2 separate regions of the Zea mays genome follow, and region 2 is linked to region 1. A link is a contact called in public HiChIP or PLAC-seq data. All regions are on one chromosome and are shown on one strand. The core of a region is the stretch at or near the end of the contact, and the rest is flanking DNA. Distances in the headings are between cores, read along the strand shown. Region 1 holds the start of LOC100192496 (putative glycogen synthase kinase family protein). Region 2 holds the start of LOC103629848 (cationic amino acid transporter 8, vacuolar).

What was found. HiChIP or PLAC-seq counts read pairs in DNA pulled down with a chosen protein or histone mark.
Region 2: an H3K4me3 HiChIP or PLAC-seq map of leaf shows a contact between it and region 1, with 2.5 times the contacts expected there. The contact joins the promoter of LOC103629848 here to the promoter of LOC100192496 in region 1. A contact is called at or near these places in 1 of 25 Hi-C or Micro-C datasets (endosperm) and 1 of 3 datasets of contacts at active chromatin or transcription factors (leaf).

Annotation. Positions count from the first base shown.
Region 1 is chr6:115,932,677-115,939,255 of Zm-B73-REFERENCE-NAM-5.0, forward strand. It overlaps LOC100192496 (putative glycogen synthase kinase family protein), which reads right to left and starts at 4,116. Exons shown (of 12, transcript NM_001137716.1): 1 at 3,893-4,116; 2 at 2,881-2,973; 3 at 2,727-2,786; 4 at 2,369-2,641; 5 at 2,206-2,280; 6 at 2,041-2,097; 7 at 707-847; 8 at 527-577; 9 at 288-383. The coding sequence starts at 3,976.
Region 2 is chr6:116,224,774-116,231,352 of Zm-B73-REFERENCE-NAM-5.0, forward strand. It overlaps LOC103629848 (cationic amino acid transporter 8, vacuolar), which reads right to left and starts at 3,771. Exons shown (of 2, transcript XM_020539427.3): 1 at 1,783-3,771; 2 at 732-1,659. The coding sequence starts at 3,594. The coding sequence ends at 1,804.

The DNA.
Region 1 (6,579 bases), core at 2,866-5,365:
CAAGATGTCGGAGATATTTATGTGCTACATTTTTATTATATAGGAGTGAGACGAAGAGTGTCATGTAAGTTACAAATTAGAAACCAATTCTACTAATGAATAAAATCATTTCCCACCCTCCACCCCATGAATTTGAGATAGGCTTATATCTGAACTTCGGAAAGTGGTGGAATGTCAAATTCCAAACTAAATAAGTTACTTTATTGAGTGAATTTCAATTCCTCTAAAATGAAGGGATCCAAACACCCTATTAGAGGATTTTTCACAGACTACAAATGTGCACACACCTTGTGCCATGGACATGCTTTTATCTGAGGAAACTTGAATTCTGTATAGTTGGGATTCATACAACGAATTTCCTCTCGTGTTGGGGTGCCCAAAACCTGCAAAAAGTTAATCTTTGTTCAATTCTGGAAAGTAGCAAACCAGTGTTCTTAAGGTGGTAAGGCGAGGAGTTGGACCACCGCCTCAATCGCAAATATCTTCCTTACAATAGTCAGTTTTTGAATGCATGCAAAACCATTACCTTGATAATCTCAACCAGCTGGTCCACAGCACTTTCCCCAGGAAATAATGGCTAATAAATTGCAAGAAACAAATATAAGTAAATTAGTATAACTTCACTGCTGAAATGGCATCACAATGGCATAAAAGATGTAGAGAGATGCAAGCAAAAAAAAAGAAAGCGGGTAACTAAAGCACTTACTTGACTAAGAAGAAGCTCAGCAAGAACACATCCAGCTGACCATATATCAATAGATGTTGTGTATTCAGTTGCACCAAATATGAGCTCAGGAGCACGATAATAGCGTGAGCATATATATGATATATTAGCTTCACCTTTAATCTGATATGTTGGCATATTTTAAAGATAAGATTCAAAGTTCTGAACAAAAAAAATCAGAGAAGTATTGGAATGCAAAATGTTTGGAGAGTACTCCCTCTGACCCAAAATAAATACACACCTTGTTCCTCAAGTCAAACTTTTTTTAAAAAAAATGACCAGGTATATAGAAAATAGTATCAATATTTGTATATCAAAATAAGTCTATTATGAAAGTATATTCCATGATCAATGTAATAATACTTGTTATGCATCATAAATATTAGTATCTTTTTGTATATATTTAGTCGACTTAAAAAGGCTTGACTTCTCGATAAGCAAGATGTGCACTTATTTTGGCATGAAGTACTCAAAGTTGGATTTAGCGTTTTATCTAGAACAAAGTTTACCGATGGAAGGATAGAATAAGGTTTTTCATAGTAACATGGCGCAGAGAAACCAGCTAACACCACACATACACAATACTACTTCCAATTCATACAACCCAACAAGTGTTTAACCTTGAGTTCCAATGTTATCATAGTAGATTTGTTTTACAAGAATGTTATCATAATATCATTGAGTGAAGTTCAGAATTCCTAGTAATTTGGATTGATTTTGATAAAATATCAAATAAGGCTATGAGGTCAGCTGAATCCACAGGATCAAAAGTGTTAATGCTGAAGATTTTCAACTGAAAGAATTAAAGAAATTAAAATTCAATTAATACATCCTTAATATTTAGAATTAAACTCAATAAGGTCAAGTCCATGATTTGATACTACATTTTAAAAGACATCCCTTGCAGCTTGTTCGGTTAATCTCCTCCCAATTGGGATTGGAGGGTATAGGGCATGGCATTTGGTCCCTCCAGATTGGAGGTCCTCAAATCCCCTGCCCATACCCTCCAATACACAGGTTTTTCCAACGAGCAAGCCCTTACAGCTAAAATTACATTAAGCAAGAATCATACAGTTCCCACGTCTTGACCTAACTCTGAAAAATAAATAGAGACGTTCAACCATATGAATCAGCATGTCATTCATGCTAGAGTCTCGTTAATCATTTCATGACATACAAATTAGCATATGTGCATATCAATATCTCGTATCAGCTCAATGCAAATTTATTTTGTCTTGTCAGTTTCAATTCTATAAAAAACATATTGAAATTAAAAGATCTTATTTCTTGCTGTTATCATTAGAGCATGTACATACCAAGATTTTAGCACTCCCGAAGTCACAAACCTTGACTTGGTGGGAAAGAGGATCCACCTATCAAACAATAAGAAAAAGAGAAGGCCAGCATTTTCCAACTGAACGTCATGAACAAGAAGCGGGAACAAGCACATGCTTAGCATAAAAAACACTAAACCAGCATACCAAGATATTCTGAGGCTTAATATCTCGGTGACAAATTCCTGGTACAGTATGAATATAAGCTAGTCCCCGGAATATCTGCACAAGATATGAAAAATGTAAATATATTAAACACCTCTTCTAGCACATGCATATCAAGATAGAATGCAATTCTACCACTACCCACCTGGTACATATACAATTTAACATATATAAGGGGCATCCTCTGCTTCATGTCTTTGTAGTGTTTCAGAACGCGATAAAGTGACTCTGGAACAAACTCCATGACTAAGTTAAGGAAAAGTTCATCCCTACTTGTGGTAGAGAAGAAACAATGCTTCAGGGAAATGACATTGCAATGGTCAATTGATCGCATTATTTGTAACTCCCTATTCTTGTATCTTTTGTCCTGTAGAACCTTCTTAATTGCAACGGTTTCACCAGTCTCAATGCATTTTGCCTGAGTTTATGCACGCACCATCAACAAAATATGAGCCAAAGTGAGAGAAAAAACTAGGCCAAGTTGGAGAAAAAGAAACGCTAACCTGGAAGACAACCCCAAACGATCCAGTTCCAACAACTCGCTCAGCCATATAGCTGATGGTCTAAAGGGCACCAAATCAAGAGCTAAGTTAGAATGTTATTAGCATTGTCATGTAATTCAGCAAGATGAAGTGAATTTCTTTCTCCAAAACCTACCCTCTTTGGTTCACCATTCTTTCCCCCAATCGTAGTCGATATTATGTGGCCTGTCACTGCATCACTTCCCCCCGCAATAATAGTGGCGACATGCTGTCATGTAACACAAATGACAGGTGAGACATAATCAAAATGAGTAGCACCAAAGCAATAAAAAAAGGGCTATGTACTAGGTGAGGTACTTCGGCATTAGCATTCCGATGTTTCACCAGGTTTGTGGCAGAAACATTAGCAAGCACCAGCACAGAAGGATAACGTTGCCCCCGACTGAACAAACCAAAATACCACTACATGGATACCCGATGCCACATTACCAAGAGCAGCATAAAATATGCACTTCAAACCACCGAGTATTTCCGACTCATTGAATCCATACGCAAGCAACTAAGGTACAGGTCAGAAACTTACAATGCAAAGAAAACCACTAGATTGCGAAAGGCTGAGAAGGCCATGGAAAACTTTGGACAGAAATGTAACAGCTAAGCCAACTGGCACTTCACATGAAAGTCAAACATCAAAACCGGGTAACTGAAACTGTAGCTACCAGACAACTTGTAGAACACATTCCGTCCGGCTTTGGACACGATCCAAAGCAACACGAGAGTGGGAACGCTAGCATGGCGCGCACGCAAAGTTGGCCGAAGAGGAGAGAGCATCGAGCAGCAGGTCCCCTCCCCCGAAAGCAATGCTACCGCAGCTCTAACGGTCTCCAACGAGAATCCATCTGCATCCAAATGCGCACAAAAAAAAAAGAGGGCGCAAGCCATTGGAGCGAAGCAGCAGCAAGCGAGCAGCCCAAATCATGAGAAGCAGCAGCACAGATGTCGCAGTTAGACGAGAACCAGGACCGCGTCCAGGGAACCGAGAACGCCGCAACTAGCAGATCCGCGGCGCGTATGCAGATCCACGCACACGCAGGAGGGGGAGCAACAAGCAAGCAACCATAGCCCCTAGAGCGCAGAAGTCCCCTCCCCGCCGGCGAGCGCAGAGATGAAGTGAAGCGCGCACTCACCTTCTCGTCGGCGGAGGCGCGCGGAGGGTCGACCTCCATGGCGTCGGCGGTGGGGTTGGGCCCCCCACCGAGCGCGGTGGCCATGTGGGGCGGTCGCGCGGCGACAGGCTTCTCTCTCCTCGGTGATGGGGGAGGGCTGCTGCTGCTAGCGTGACCGTGAGAAGGGGACCATTGGTGGGCACTGTCCCTGTCAGCTCTCACTGTCCACTACCACGCCTCTTTTTTATTCCTGGTCTTCTCCCTTCTGCCCGTTGGCAAAAGAATGCCTCTTCAGTTTCATTTTGTCCGAGCGGGGCATTTTTGGTCGTGGTTCGTGGGAGTGTAGTTTGGGTGTACTGGGCTTGGGCCAGCAGCCCAGAATGACTTTACGGGTGGGGTGGGGTGGGGTGGGGTGGGACTGCTCGGGCTCTACACAGCCCACGAAATGGTATGAAAACAATTCCACTTAATTATGCTTCTTGTTGAATAACTACGTTACATAGATCGCCAAATCTGTTCCTTTCACGTCCATCAGCAGATTAGGCGCGGAGAAGCTGTAGCTCTAGTTTCCTTTTCCAGAAGCACGACAGATTAACACACACAAGAGACATGATATAGGGTTGAGCCTTTAACCTCTTTCTCTTCTCTATTCCATATGAGGGGTATAAATTCTATATATAGAGATGTGGTATCCCTTAGGGGTATATTCAGTATGAGCCCACCAAACCTTAGAGTTAGGTTTCTTAACACTCCCCCTTGGGCGAATACCGCGACCAACATATGCCTCGTTAAAACTTCTAAAAACCCAGTGGAAAATATGGAGAAAGAGCACATGGTGATGCGTATTGCATTTGCACTTTGGTGCCTCGTTAAAACCTTATGTGAGAAACTTCAGGAAAACTCACAGGAGTACAATAACTATCATCAGGGCATATTTTGATCTTCTGGATCTAGATTGTATTGAATCTTCTACAAGCTCTAACTTTAGAAATATGTTCCACTGATCTTTGTAAAACTATTTCAATATGGCAAAACACCTTCTGGAAGTATATGCACATAGAGATTTAGCAACTATTTCCTTATGCAATGGAAATATAAGCTCAACTCTTAGGAAGCTTCGGAAGACAACAACTATGTCTTCCTTTGGCTTTGGCACTAAATCATCGCCTCCTAGTCAAACCCAGTCAATATAACCAAATCGATTGAGTACCTCAATATATCCCTCTTTGATCTTTGATTTGCCAAAGTCCACATGACTTGGCTTTGTTGGATGGATGATGGTATTGTCCTCCTCAATGTCAATATCGTCGCTGTCCTCAGAAGGATCCACGGCAACAACTTCGGTCTAGCAGGTGGTGGCCTCTATTGCCTCATTCAAATCACCAAGCTTTGCCTCTGGTGCATTCGACGAAGGTGGCAAGAGCACCTCTGGGACAGATCGCTCCTGAGCCATCTCTAATGAAAAAGTGTGTGCTTCGCAACTAGCTAAGGCTTGTTTGAAGGCAGTCAAATCGTTCGAAGCAAGCTTCGAAGGTATAGCAAGCCTTAACAGCAAATGAGAACGACCAACAAATGACGTGCCAATGTCGTTGGGCATCGTTCATTTTGTACGCGCAATCTTCGAGCTATCTTGTGTTAATAAGCCGAGGGTATGTTTACAAATGTATTTAATATGAAGGAAGATGGAATAAAATTGTGCAGGCATACGAGATGAGTATTTCATGTCGTTTTTTTAACATCTTTCCATTTAAACATTATCATATTCACACCCTTCTTCGTACCTTCGTCCTTGAATTATCCCTTCGGAGAAGTGATAATTTATGAATGGAGGTTTGAACTTAACTTGCGTTGCCTTGTTTTCGATGCCATGTAGCAATTAAAAATAAGATCCCAATAACGACCAAAGCACTCAGCAAAAAAGGCACACCTGGGAACCGCTAAACCTTTTTTCCGAGTGTTGTGGTTCCGACACTCGGTAAAGAAACTCCCTGCTTTGCCGAGTGCCTTACAACGCACTCAGCAAAGGAACTGGCAAAGGGGCCGACTGGAGCCTTCTTTGTCGAGTGCTAGTCCAGCAGACACTCGACAAAGGAGGCTTTTTTGTCGAATGCCTCCTGCACTCTCGGCAAAGGGACTGGTAAAAGGACCCCCTGGAGCCTTCTTTGCCAAGTGCCAGGCCATCAAGCACTCGACAAAGGGGGCTTCTTTGCCGAGTGTTAGAGAGGACAGTCGGCCAATGCTCTGTCACCGTCACTTAGCGTCGTGGCGGTGACTTTTTTTTGCCGTGCACCAGGTGCTACTCAGCAAAGTCTTTGCCGAATGTCCGATAAAAAGTATTCGACAAAGAAGTCGTTCTGATGTACAGTTCACTGAAATCTCTTTGCCCAGATCTAGTCACACCCAGCAAAGACTTTGCCGGGAGTTTTCAAGAATTTGTCGAGTGACTGAAGCAGCATGTTGTAAGCGCGCGCGTCTAACATTGTATATTTTCTCGCCTAGTTAGACATAAATAGCTAGCTAACACATATATTTATATATATCTCGCACATGCTTAAGCTTTTCCAGCTTAAATTTAGCAGGTAACGTTGAATCCTGCATCGAGTCCGGCCATCTCCCGCTTGTGGTGTACTCTCTCTCTCTCCTATCTGTGTGACACCGTCGGTCGGCGAAACTTCCACACGGCTCCTCGCCAAGTCGCCGGAGTATCT
Region 2 (6,579 bases), core at 2,521-5,020, 290 kb after region 1:
CTGAGGCCGAGTACCGCGCTGTGCCCAACGATGTGGGCGAGGCCTCCTGGCTACGCCAGCTTCTCTAGGAGCTCCACAGCCCCTCTAGTGTGTCGTCCTCGTCTACTGCGACAACGTCAGCGCGGTCTATCTCTCCACTAATTCCGTGGACCATCAGCGCACGAAGCACGTGCAGATCGACATGTACTTCGTCCGCGAGCGTGTCGTCGTCGGTGACGTTCGGGTTCTCAGCGTCCCACCACGCTGCAGTTCGCCGATATCTTCACTAAGGCGCTACTATCGAGAGTTTCGTTTTAGTCTCAACATCTGTATAGGTTAGAGTGAGATTGTGTGGGTGTTAGAGTGTTGTTTACGTCACTGTATATATCTGTGTTGTATTGGATCTTGACCTACAATACTTAGCTATATATACACTCCATACCTTGATTAGGATTAAGGTTTCCCATTCCAACTAGCGGAAGCTGGTGGTGGCGCATTGTCACGGCCAGCAACGCGGGGCTGATGAAGCTGAAGCCCAATAGGAGGGCCGGAACGACAGTGAAGCACATAACTAGAAGCTAGGCGTATTTTTGTAATAGGAGACGTACTGTGTGGAACCCATGTACCAGGATATCGTCGGGCATATTTTTTGAACGAAGATATCGTCGGGCATATGAGCCGTGACTGTTAGCGTCTCGTCAGCGCAGAGAGGAGAAGAGAAGAATCGGGATGCGTGGAGAAGAAGAATAGTGTAGCGACGAGGGGAAATGTGTTACGTAAGTATCTGTTCTTCGATGCGTTACAACCTCTCGTTCATTTATCTCTCTTATACTCCCGTGACAACGGTCCAGTCCAATCCCCTGACACGATCACTCGGACCCATTAACTCGAACGTTGGTACGCTCTGACTTCTCCTGTTAACGCCCCTGTTCACATCCCTAGTTCTCTTTTTCAGGTGTCGTTGTCACATGCGTTGCCTGCTTTGGCTGCTTCGTGTGTAGCATGACTAACAGTGACTGGACTCTAAGCACGATTCACCCACCATCTGGAAATAGAAGAGCAGTAGAGGACGCACCTGGCAGCCCTCCGGCTGTCACAGCGTGCCCTCGCCATCGCCGCCTCGCTCTCCGGCGATCCACTGCGCTGGCTCACGTCTGACGAAGGCGCGTTGGGGCAACGGGTCGTCACACGCATGTAGTGGTCGATCGCCGGCGACGGCGAGAGGAAAACGGATGCATCAGCCGAGACGCGAGGAGCGCCGCCGTCCACGCGGCAAGCTTCCTCATGTTGGTCTCATACTCCCTGTCCTCCTCGTTCCCCGATTCCCGCTTACCGCCATCTCCGCAACCGCCGCCGGCATGGTGTCCTCGCCGCGGATTGGGGCCTCCGCCGCCACGTACGGTAACCATAGCCGCGCAGCCAAACTCCGCTGATCCGAAGCCGATCGCCGCCGCTCACCGGAAAAAAAATTCGCGAGGAAATCGAGAATTATCCTTTTATTTATTATTAACAGCGCTGAGCCGAGAAAGTGGCAGCCACTGCAGTCAGTGGATCTCAATCCGCAAAATTGGCGTACTTTTTTCTTTGCTTTCAATGCACTGATTGAGTCGACCATCCATATGAACAGTTGATACGATTGGTTATCATTCTCCTTTCTGCCAGTCTCCATCAGCTGCGTGTCTTTTCTTTTAACCAAAGCATAAAGTTGTCGGCATTAAATAATTGATGACAATAACAAGGCGTTCATGAATCACGAGGTTTCAACCCTACACTACAGTTGAACAAACCTTTTGCTCAACTAACCAAGAAATGGCATCCTCTGTGTCACACCGGCATTATCTTCCTCTGCTCCACGCCGTCGGTGGCAGCGTCGGGCGCCGATGTCGTCTGACCTTCAGAGTGCACCATGTCATAGGTGGCGTGCACGCTGAAGAGCACGTAGTACACAAGCATCGCCGCCGTGCAGATGCCAAAGCGCATGTAGGCGAGGGAGCCGAGAGAGCCCATAAGGAAGAGGTTTGTGGCGACGGACATGGCCGGCAGCCACGGCATGAGCGGCGCGCCGTATACCCTGGGCGCGCGCTGCTGCTCCGCGAATAGCGCCAGCCCCGCCGTGCCGGCCGCCCACAAGGCGCCGAACGCTACGTACCCGGGCCACCGAGCAGCGTAGCCCGAGTTGTAGTACACGGACAGCCCGATGGACGACAGCACGATCAGCGCCAGGAAGCCGACGAAGGTGCGGGCCTGCGCGGGGGACGTGGTGCCCGCGACGTAGTATCGTCGGACGAGGAGCGCCACGGCGACGAGCGCGAAGATGAAGAGCGTGCTGATGGAGGAGACGGACGCCAGCACGTCGAGGCTGGAGAAGAGCGCGACGCAGGCGGCGCCGAGCGTGACGGCGATGGTGGCGTAGATGGGCGTGCCGGTCCTGGGGTGCACGAGCGCGAAGTAGGGCGGGATCATGTGCGTGCGCGCGATCTGCGTGGTGTAGCGCGCCTGGCCGAGCGCGCCGACGAGGAGGCCGCTCGTCATGCCCTTGAGCGCGCCGAGCGCCACGACGTAGCGCGCCCACTTCATCCCGGCCGCCGCGAACGCCACCGAGTAGGCCGCGTTGGCGTCAATGTCGCTGTAGCGCTGCATCCCCACGAGCGCGAGGGACATGGCGCAGTAGACGAGGGTGATGGCGGACATGGACGAGATGAGGCCCAGCGGCACGTCGCGGCCGGGGTTCTTGGTCTCCTCGGCCATGGTGGCCACCATGTCGAATCCCGTGTAGGACCAGTACACGACGGCCGCCGCGCGGAAGACGCCCGCGGCGCCGAAGGGGAAGAATGACGGCGCGAGGTTGGCTGGCTCGAAGTGCGAGAACCCCGCGGCCAGCACGAACGCGATGATGGCGATGCCGACCGCGGACGCCACCGAGTTGACGGTGGAGGTGAGGCGCGCGCCGGACACGGCGAGCGCGGAAGTGGCGCACAGCACGACGACGGCGATCGGGTCCAGCAGATTGAAGCCGTCGGCGAGCGCGGGGACGTGGATGCGGAGCGCGTCGCTGTCGCGGCCGATGAGCGCCGCGAGGTACGACGTCCAGGACCGGCCCAGGCCGGCCGCGCCCACCACGGCCTCGAGCAGGATGTTCCCGGCGGCGATGAACGCGGCCAGGTCCCCGAGCTCGACGCGCAGGTACGAGAACGAGCCGCCAGCCGACGGGATCTCGCCGGCGAGCTCCGCGTAGCAGAAGGACGAGAGCAGCGCCGAGAAGCCCGCGGCGGCGTAGGCCAGCGGGATGGCCGGGCCGGCGTCGAACCGCGCCTCCTGGCCGGTGAGCACGAAGACGCCCGAGCCGACGACGGAGCCGAATCCGAGGAAGGCGAGATCCACCCACGACAGGCACCGCCGGAGGGGATTCTCGCTCTGGGCGAGCAGCGTCCCCGCCTCGACGGCCTCGGAGGAGCGACTCGTGACGCGGTCGCGCAGCCGTGGCCCAGTGGACAAGAGCGCGCCGCCGTACGCGCGCCAGCTCTGGAACGAGGGCTCCGGGAAAAAGTCGGCTTTGCTCCACCGCCAGTACCCGTGGCCCGCCGCCGGCTCGCCCCCCATCGCTGTCGACGTCATCGCGGATGTGTTTTAGCTAACACGATCTATAATTTCTGCTGGCACAAGGATTTATTTGTTGGATTTTTAGAGAAATAATGGGACGAGTTGGGCGAAGGCCCGTGGACAGATCTGTTAGGCTTGATCTTATTTAAAATTTAAACTCGGCCCGTGTTGGACTCCACTAACACGATTTCCACGCGAAGTGTAGGCTCGGTTATTTCTATTTCATACGGATCGAATGTGATTAGAAAAAAAATATGTTTTTTTAACTTATTTAAAATTTAAACTTACTAAATTGTACTCAATCTATATAAAAATTGAGAGTAAAATAAATAAGCCCTACAGAAATTAGGGGCGTGACCGCGTGACGACGCACGAATTAACATCCGCCATACGCCCATACCTTGGGAATTGGGATCTGAGCGGAGGATACTCTTTGCGAAGCGAACACATGGCTGAGAGAAAAATCCAACGATGCGAGCTGCACTTATGGGGCGTGTTATTGCAGCGGGCCTTAATTGGGCTGCACCGAGCGGCTATGCTGTGCACCTTGCCTCAGACCAACTTCCCAAACAGCCACGCTAAGTAGAAGCGAGTAGGCAGTTGGGAACAGCTGATGTAACCGAACGTGGCTGGCAATGCCCACTAATCCACTATCCTGATTCTTCGTTGGGGAATTCTTCTCTTAGGGCTTGTTCGGTTATTCCTGTCCCATGTGGATTAGATGGGATTGGAAAAAATACGAAGGATTTTAACTTGTTCGGGATTTAAACTCATCCAATCTCACTCAATCCACATGGATTAAGAGGAAAGCGAACAAGCCTTTACGTGGATATAAAAGGGAAAAAACTCTTAACTGACAGGAAAACGGGTACAAAGATTTCTCATCCCTATTTTCACAGGGACTGTTAAACTTACATACGACGATATTTTTTATGTAATAATTAATGATAAAAATAAATAATTACCTTGTCAAGAGACCACTTATTATATAAATATATCTATTTTTATGTATATATAATATTTTTTACACCTGACAATGTGTATAAGTGACAATATTTTCCATTAATAATAAAGAAAGTATGTTCTAAGTACAATTTAGGTGGGGACGGGGATCCCCGATGGGGATTTATCCCGGCGGGAAACGGGGACGGGAAAATTGTCCTGCACAAGCGTTCGTGAGGATCTCCGCGGGGAAAAAAATTCGTCGCGGAAACGAGAATGGGGAGCTAAAACCTGACAGGGAATTCTCCATTGCCACCCTTAAACGTGGCGCATGACATCTCCATCCTCTATGCAACACATAGCTGGATTTATACCCACCTTAAGAGCATCTCCAACAATGACTTGTCTCAGTGCCTTAAATTAAATTATAGAGTTTAAGCTAAAAAAATTGCTCCAACACTAACCTAATTTATAAAAGTTTGTTAAAAATAATCACCTCCTAAAGCGCCACAAATATACTGCACTTTATTGGGCTGCCCATATCTAGATCTAATAAACGGACATTTTAGAAAACTTTTCCTCGAATAGGGTAGATTAACATATTTCGGTTAATCACTTGACTTGGGGCTTTATTGCTAGAGCTTAATTTTTTGTTGGTTCCCTAAATTATATAAAATATATTTATTTTAAATTTTTAGGACACTTTTATAAGGCACATTGTTGGAGATGCTCTAACACTACCTCCAGCAAACTCACTATTTCAAACTACACTATGCAAATAGTGCAATCTACAGTACAAAATAGTATTTTGTATGACCATTTACACGGTCTGCTAGAGATGACCAAGGCTGTCTCCAGCAGTTCTCCTATCTCGTACCCTATTTTAAAGTTTTTTTTAAATTGGTGCCCTCAGTTTTGGTGGTGTGCTCACCTATACCCTTAGTCGTGTTTTTTGCTCAGCTGTGCCCTTCCAGTGCTATAAAACAGAAGGGCACAGCTGAGCAAAAAACACAACTAAGGATATAGGTGAGCACACCACCAAAACTGAGGGCACCAACTTAAAAAACCCTTTTTTAACTTCGCTCTATAAACAGTGTCATATAAAGTGTCGTGTTCCGTATTTTACACAATCCACGGAAGACAACCTAACCCTAGATAATCGAAACCTTTGGTTTTAAAAAACACAATCACACACATCCCTGTGAATCATCTAGGCCCCTTAGTGATGTTTTGGTAATTAATGACAACTGTTTGTGGACTAACGGTTCTTGAAGAAATAAGAATACAGGGTTGGACAACATAGAACAGGAAATCTTGGAGATTTATAAGCATTGGTTGTGGATCAAGTGAAGGCAAAGGTATAACATAGGTTTTGTTTTTGCCGGTTATTGGGGACTTGTTCTCAAATGCTTCGAATTAAGAATAAGGCAACATAAAATGTTAAATGTTAATGTCCTTCGTCCATTGAAGCATTATCTCCTCAAGGGTATAATGATCTTCGAACGAAGGTCATGAGCAAAGGTCACGAAGGTCATACCTTCGTGATTAAAGTTATGAAATAATGAAAGATAAAATATATAAAATATGAAAAATGAAAGAATAATATATCAAAACACTTAAACTTATTCACATATTTCATCATACAAACTTAAATATTAAAACATAACATTTAATCACATTTATACCTTTGTCTTGACAGAAGGCAATAATCCGAGTGTCGCGTGCAAGCGATTACAAGATTGCATGAACAGTACGGGGGTATTGTTCATCTATTTATAGGCACAGGACGCAGCCTGTGAGAAATTACATTCATGCCCTTTACAAATGCTTACAATCATAATACAAGCTATCACGGGTCGATTGGTCATTTCATTTTTAAGTCGGTTCACTCCTTCGTCTTGAGACATGTCACTATGCCGAAGCTTTATGGGTGATAGCTTCGGCACTGCTTTTAAGAGGATCTGCCGAAGGTGTTTCTTCTTACAGGATCTTCGGCGACGAAGCATACCCCCAACAGTAGCCCCTTCGCGGTGCTAGATCGTTTTTCGTAACGAGCTT